Linked DNA regions of Sus scrofa: region 1 is linked to region 2. A link is a contact called in public HiChIP or PLAC-seq data. All regions are on one chromosome and are shown on one strand. Each heading gives the region's core, a stretch centred on a gene start, on an enhancer-like site or on the middle of the called end of the contact. The rest is flanking DNA. Distances are from core to core; before and after follow the strand shown. Region 1 overlaps PDE7B (cAMP-specific 3',5'-cyclic phosphodiesterase 7B). Region 2 overlaps PDE7B (cAMP-specific 3',5'-cyclic phosphodiesterase 7B).

Region 1 (3,518 bases), core at 423-2,922, 240 kb before region 2:
TTTAGCTAAACTGACACAAAACAAAGCTATCACAATCTTTCACTTCACAACTGGGTACCCACATAACCTCTTTTAATCATACTTAATTTCCAAATAAATATATTAGTAAAAACATCTTTCTGTTGTAAATCAACTAGACTTCAGTTTTTAAGAAAATTAAAAACTTTGTAATATGATAAAAGTATTTGATGTACACATAAAATCATGCTAACACTCTCCTGAAAAGATGCAAATTCCTTTACTCAGTTTTGGTTAATGTGCCTTTCTCTTCGAGTTCAATCACAGCTGAATCACATTCCCTTTTTGATATGCTCTAACTTAAATCCTGAGATATAAGCTTAGCTGCTGTTAACACAACTGATATCTTGGGGGTTGGAGAGAGAAAAAACAGAGCTGGTTAATAAAAGTACAAATCATTCACATAAAAATAAGGAAGAAATACATATTAGCGTTTATTTCTGCAACTGGTAACATGTTTTTATTAATTCTATACTTCATTTTGCCACCCATATACTCTTTGCCTTCAGCAAGCACCTTGTGTAGTCATAATTCTCTGCCTAGTAGGACAAACCGAACATTTATTCCTAAAGGGCATAAATGATTAGCAGCTTTGCTTTAGTTTTTACCACACTGTGTGGAAGTACTAAGATGTATCCTTTTGAGATTTACAGACACACTCCTCCTAACCTTCTTAGTGTAGTGGAAACTTCATATCCTCTTGATGATCAGAATCAGTCACTTCAGCCGAATTAAAATTCCTCTTCTCTACCCATTGACTCACTACCACGAGTACTTTTATGTAGCCAGATGACACTGTCAAATTTCCATTTAATGGAACGCTTTCTGTGGCCCCCAGGAGACTCATTCCTTCCTTGAGAACTAAGCCCTTTAAGCCAGAAGAACCCAGGTTGTAGAGCTGAGAAGCAGTACTTTTGTTAGTGACTCATCAGCAGTCAGTAGTGAGATAAGCCACATCCACTTCCACTTCTGATTCCCAGACCTGTGAGGCCTGGCTGTGAGAGAAGCATTGTAAGTTAAACACTGACTTATCCTGAATGGCATTACTCTAGTCCTTCAATGTGTTGTCATCCATCTGACATCATAACCCAGTCTTCAAAAGGTCATTCTATCAGGTCAACTGTTTCAGAGTGATGGAGAAGGTAATAATGCAAGGGAATCTCATGCACACAGACCTAATGCTGCCCTTTCTTAGCTGTAGAATGATTTCTTTCATCAGAAGCTGTGCAGTATGGAATATCATGGTGGGGAACAAGTCCACAGAGGGTGATTTTGGCAGAAACATTGCAGGTAGGAAAGGCGAATGTATATCCACAGTAGGTTTCTGTTCCATTGAGAACAAAGAATCGACCTTCTAGGATGGAAGTAATGTAATCACTCTACTTATCGCCCTGCAACCTGCTGATCCTCCTGGAAATAGTGTCATATAGGGCTCAGTATTAACTTTCAGCAGCAGATTGGCCACTCAGCAGTAGCTGTTGCCAGATCAGCCCTGATGATGAGAAATGCACATTGCTTAGCCCATACAAAATCTCTTTGCCTGCTGCCCGTAGCTACTTTGTTTATGAGCTCATGGGACAAAGACAGGGATAGCTGCAAAAACAGGCTCACTCATGCCCACAGAGTGGATCATGGTGTCCTCTGCTGCTGAAGTGGCTCTTGTGGGAAGAGGTCATGAGAGGATGTGACCACCTGTTGACCTGCAAGCTGGGCCCAGGCAATATGTGACCTCTTACCCCCTCCACATCTTTGAAATGTGCATTCCTCTTGCTTTCCCTGTGCTAGCCTTGAGAGAGTCTGTGAGTCCATCTGAACTGTGTATGTGACTGAACCCAGTTAAGGCTTCTATGTATAAACTTTTTAGATTCTGGCAGGCAGGCATGGAGACAAGCCTCCCAAGTAAGTTCCCTTGCTTATTAAAACTGCCAGCTCCCAACCCAGAGTGGACTGCCTCTTTCTGTAGTTTCTCCTTGCTCTCTGTGTACAGGGACCAGTTTACAAATCAACAGCTCTTTGGTGAGCATTGATGAAGGACCAAACGATTCTCATGATTTATGCCCAGAATCTACCCACATACTTCTTGTCAGACCTCACTATCACCGATTTTCCAATCACTTTGCTTCTCACTGATGACTAGCCAACCAAGCTATTAGCCACGGCCCATGTCTCAATATGTATCTTCCCATCTCTTTCCCACAAAACTTTCCCCAAGGATTAGGAAGTGGGCAAGAGTGTGTTCTTTGTTCAGTCTATTCAACATTCAACTAAAACTTTCAGTCATTTCTATAAGATGAGCAAAAAAGACAAGAAAGGAAGTATTTTCTAATTTTTAAAAAATATTAGAAAGGAAAAAGTAAAGCTATCTTGACTCACAGGTAACATGATCATGTACGTAGAAAACTAATCTAAAAAAATACTGCTGATGCACACAAATGATTTTAGTAATGTTGCAGATACAAGGTCAATGTAAAAAATCAATTTTATTTCTGTTACTAGCAAAGAACAATTGGAAGATAAAATAAAAAATAATACTATTTATAACGTCAAGTGATATAAAATAAGAATAACTAAAATATGTGCAAGATCTGTTACACTGAAACTAAAAAATGTTGGGAGAAATTAAAGATGATCTAAATAAATAGAAGTATATACCCTGTTCATTAATAGAAATACTATTTTTAAGATGTGAATTTTTTCTAAATTGATTTATAAATTCAAAGTATTCCCAAACAAAATCTCAGGAGTTTTTTTTTAAAAAAAATACATAGACAAATAAAATGTACATAGGCGTTAACAAGATGATTTTAAAATTTATATGGCTACTCAGAATAGCCAGAACGGTCTTGAAATAAAATTATACTTTGGGGGTATTTGTACTTTTTGCTTTCAAAACTTACTATAATTGTGATGATGTGATGTTGTGTAAAGAAAGACTAATAGTTAAAAGCAAATATTATGTCTAGAAACAGATCCACATTTACAATCACTTGATTTTTTCTAACCAAGGTACCAACATTACTTAAATGGGGGTAAAGAAAGTCTTTTTAACAAAAGGTTTTGCAAAAGATAACTTATATGAAAAAAAATATGAACCCCAAACCTCACCCCAAACCACCCATGAAAATTAACTCGATAGACCATAGTCCTAAATATAAAAGATAAAATTCTAAAGCAGTGGATTACTTTTGTAACACTTGGAGAGACAAATACCTCTTAGAACACAAAATATACTAATCATAAGAGGAAAATTTAATAAAGTGGACTACATCAAAATTAAAAACTGCTTATCAGTGCTAACATTAAGAAAATAAATATAAAAGCCACAGATTGGGAGAAATATTTACAACCCAAAGGACTTTTATTTAAACCCTGTGAACACTGCTACAACACAATAATGCTAATAAGACACAACCCAGTAAAAACAGGCAAATTACTTGAATAGGTATTTTATAAAGAAAGATATATGCTCAAAAAATTTTAAGCGCATTAAAAAGTGCTCA
Region 2 (3,615 bases), core at 1,050-3,549:
TAGAGAATACAGTAGAAACGTACATCCTTGGATATTTTTTAAAAATCATTCTTGAAGAAATGCTCAATGAAGAGTTGTATTCTTAATACATTAGTGTATGTGACATATTATATCATATATTTGTTTTCTTTGTTCTTAACCCCTTTGTTCCAAGGGTCAGGATATCCTGATGCTAAGTACTATTGCAAAATAACTGAACAAAAATAAAAATAGTCAAACACTTAGGGAACCCTTTGGTTGTTATGTCAAGGAAGTTTGAGACTGAGGAGTGAGTTTAAGACATTATTCAGGAAATATGCTAATAGAGTACAACAGCCTACATGTGCTTATTAAATAAAATTGTCTCAATGCTAGAGAGCCTGAATGTCCCCAGTCTGATGGGAGGGTAAGATAAGAACTGGGAGGGCTGTCAAAGGGGTGGAACAGTGAGACTGGTGCTTCTGTTCTTTCTTAACAAAGAGGGAAGTTTAAAAAAAAGGCACGTCTTTCTCGTAAGTAGATCATTGATTATTCCCTAATTGGGCTCTATGAATATCTGGTTGTTATAGTAAGAGCTGTTTGATCAATATTTTAATAAGGAAACTCACAAGCAGCAGTATCTTGTGTCTTTTATTGTTGCTTTTTATCCTTGGAGGATGTTGACCCTTCTTGGCCTATTAGGAAAGACAGTAGGTTTGCCAGTGTACTTTTCCATCCAGAGGGAAGAAAAGCCACTTAATTCAGTGTGGAAAACTAAACTTCTTAACCATGGTTTAGAGGAATAATAATAATAGCAATGACAAAATTATAGTAGCCTCTGCTAGGCTCAACATTTAAAACATGAGGTGAGAGCGATGAAAAATAATACACACCCTACAATGGATGGTCTTTCTCTTTTCCCCCAAGTCTCCTCTTCTCTCCCCTAAAGAAACATCAAATGATTGTGTGATAAAACAGCCCTGAAAGGAATGTAGAGCAGGAGCAACGGATTGTACATCAGCAAAATAAAATGCCAAGCAAAATAAAGCACTTTGCAATGCAGAGATGTGAAAGGGAGAGAAAGATGGGCTTGTTACAATGGTCTCCCCAAGAAAATAGGAGCCATCCACGTGAATGTTCAGTTCAAATTGTTCCTACAAACCCAATTTGCTGGCAGAAGTGCCAAACACAATACCACCCCACTTTCATTTATGAGCAGGGCTTTTCACATTAGCTCCAGGGGGCCTCCCCTTCTGTTGTATGGGTTCTGACTTCTGGGGTGAGAGCCTCCATCTCTGAGCCTCAGGATCCAGGACACATGGGCCCGGGTTGTCCTCCACTGAACCACTGTCAGGTGGGGGAGCAGTTAGTGGCCCAACTGCTATGTCCACAGTGCTCCGTCTCTGGAAAGTGAACCTTCAACACTTGCTTTCCTCTCTTTTCACTGTTGGTTATACCCTCGACGATTGAAGGAAATTGTTATTCCCTTGAAATGAGATTTCAACCACTTCAAGCTCTGTGTCAGACTTTGCAACCCCCCTGCACGTTTGCATGAGCATCTTGATGCTTGCCTAACTCACTTCTTGCAGAGATAGCTTTGGAATGCGATTCAGTGTTATTTCCCTTCCAGCTGAAGGGCAGCTAAGGTTACAAAGGGATTTGACTAATAGGCCAAAACCCAGTGAAGTTTGCTGAGAACCAAGTGACAGCAGCAGTGGAGGCAGCGTGTGGAGGAGGAGGGGGTGTGAACTGTGGCCAAGGATCACTCCAAGAGCCTTCTGGATAACCCTAGCCCGGTGTAGACCGTGCTGGAACGGCCAGGTGGCCCCCGGTCAGATCTTCCAGAAAGAAGCAGCTGCACATTGGTTCTGCCGCGTGCTCCGCTTCCCCTGTTTCCCTCCTTGATGCTTGCAGGGCTGGAGCCTCGGAAGCTTCTAGGTTTCCTGCACCAGAGTAGTGCCTCCTTACCTGACACCTTCAGAGACCTGGCCTCTGGAGGACCCCTCTGAGAGGCTGGCAATGGGGAGCCCCCCCTTCTTTGCCTGAAGTCCCTAAGGGCTAAACAAGCCACTTGACAAACTTTGACAAGCTCCAAAAGAGAACCGAGAAGAAATACATCAGAAGAAGAGAAAAAGCAAAGGTTAAAAACCTCGATGGCTTTCCTCCCCCCACCCCCCACCCCTCCGCTGTCGTTCCAGCTGTAGCCTGGGATTAATTAAGTGCTGCGAAGTCAGTGCCTGGGAGAGAAGGGGAAAAAATGCTTGCTCTCTCTAAGGAAGGAGGACAGAGCGCGTCCTCACCAGTGAGAAAGCTTGGGAAGTGAGTCTCGTCGTCAGTGTTTGCGGAGGGACTGGAGGGACAGGGAGGCTGTGCCAGGCTGGAGGAGGCTTGCCTTTCCGAAGCGGGAGAGGATTTGCCGGGGATTCGCCTTCCCCTGCCTGGGAAGAATTTCCCCGCTGGTAGCAGCCGCCGAGGCGGCAGCAGCAGCAGCAGCAGCAGCAGCCGCCGCCGCCTCCCGACCTCCTCTTCTGGGGACCAGGGCAGAATGCCTGTGCTCGAGCGTTATTTCCACTCGGCAGAGCTGGGCAGAAGGTGGACGGCCCCAGAAGGTGCGCTGCCCTCCTCCCCGGGCAGCCGGCCGGGGTGCCAGCAGGGGCCGCTGCCCTGGGACTTGCCAGAGATGATCAGGATGGTCAAGCTGGTTTGGAAATCCAAAAGTGAGCTGCAGGCGACCAAACAGAGAGGCTTTCTAGAGAATGAAGATGCGCTCCACAGCTTTCCAGGTAAATGGACTGGGAGGTGAGAAAGATACCGGGGCCAAGTCTGATGACTTTTCAGTCCCTTCCTTGGAGAGCCCAAGACAGAAAAAAAGGGAAAAGGAAGGAAAACACACTGTGCAGCATAGGGCCCGAGGGCTGTGATTAATGCATGTTTGCTCTGTTATAGAAATGCATCTGAAAATTAAGAGTGATGGGGAAGAAGGAGCATGAATAGCCTGAAAATCCAGAAACCTGCGATCTGGGCTTAGCTGGTTGTTTGCTTGCCCTGTGGCTTAAACAAGTCAAATCTCCTAAGCTTCAGGCCCCCAAAGGAGGGAATGGAGTTGTTTAGTATCTGTGCTGTCTCTGCAAGTTCTTGTTGACAAGTCAGTTCTGAGAGAATACTCTTCCTGGGTTGCTCTTTGGTAATGCTCTATACAAAGTAAAACATATCTTCTTATAATTAACCATGGAACTACAGCATGCAGAAATGTCCCCTGGACTGACGTTAGCCTAGAAGCTTGTAATGAGATGAGAAAGTTGGTAAACTTCCTTGCCTCAGTTTCCCCTTTTGACAAAAGACAGCAATACACATTTCGCCATTGATATCAGGAAAAATCAACTCCCAGGTGTGGAAGTGATGAATCATAAGGGCTTCGTCGTGTTATAAGAAGGTGCTGTCTTTGGGACAGTTGAGGAGGACTTGGCTATATTTTGAACAGTCAGTACCATACCACACATATACCTAGAATCCCTGCGAACGGTCAGGAACTGATAATACCGTAAACTATGAATGCAGGGTGTGCTCTTTCTTAGAGGAATATGTTAGTAGATATTTGGAAAGTGGTGAACAGAAGAATGAATATGAGCATGTGTTTATGCATTTGAAGTCTTGGCT

The links. HiChIP or PLAC-seq counts read pairs in DNA pulled down with a chosen protein or histone mark.
Region 1: an H3K27ac HiChIP or PLAC-seq map of skeletal muscle shows a contact between it and region 2, with 2.5 times the contacts expected there. The contact joins two enhancer-like sites. A contact is called at or near these places in 1 of 47 Hi-C or Micro-C datasets (embryonic fibroblasts) and 1 of 2 datasets of contacts at active chromatin or transcription factors (skeletal muscle).

The regions. Positions count from the first base shown.
Region 1 is chr1:28,350,160-28,353,677 of Sscrofa11.1, reverse strand. All of the region lies in intron 2 of PDE7B (cAMP-specific 3',5'-cyclic phosphodiesterase 7B), which reads left to right. Among named protein-coding and RNA genes, the nearest start is that of PDE7B, 74 kb to the left of the region's middle. Within about 2 kb of position 1,672, at least 3 of the 83 cell types and tissues checked have an H3K27ac peak or open chromatin away from gene starts, as enhancers often do. A contact at or near this core is called in skeletal muscle, where this site is marked.
Region 2 is chr1:28,113,830-28,117,444 of Sscrofa11.1, reverse strand. All of the region lies in intron 3 of PDE7B (cAMP-specific 3',5'-cyclic phosphodiesterase 7B), which reads left to right. Among named protein-coding and RNA genes, the nearest start is that of MTFR2, 210 kb to the right of the region's middle. Within about 2 kb of position 2,299, at least 34 of the 83 cell types and tissues checked have an H3K27ac peak or open chromatin away from gene starts, as enhancers often do. A contact at or near this core is called in skeletal muscle, where this site is marked.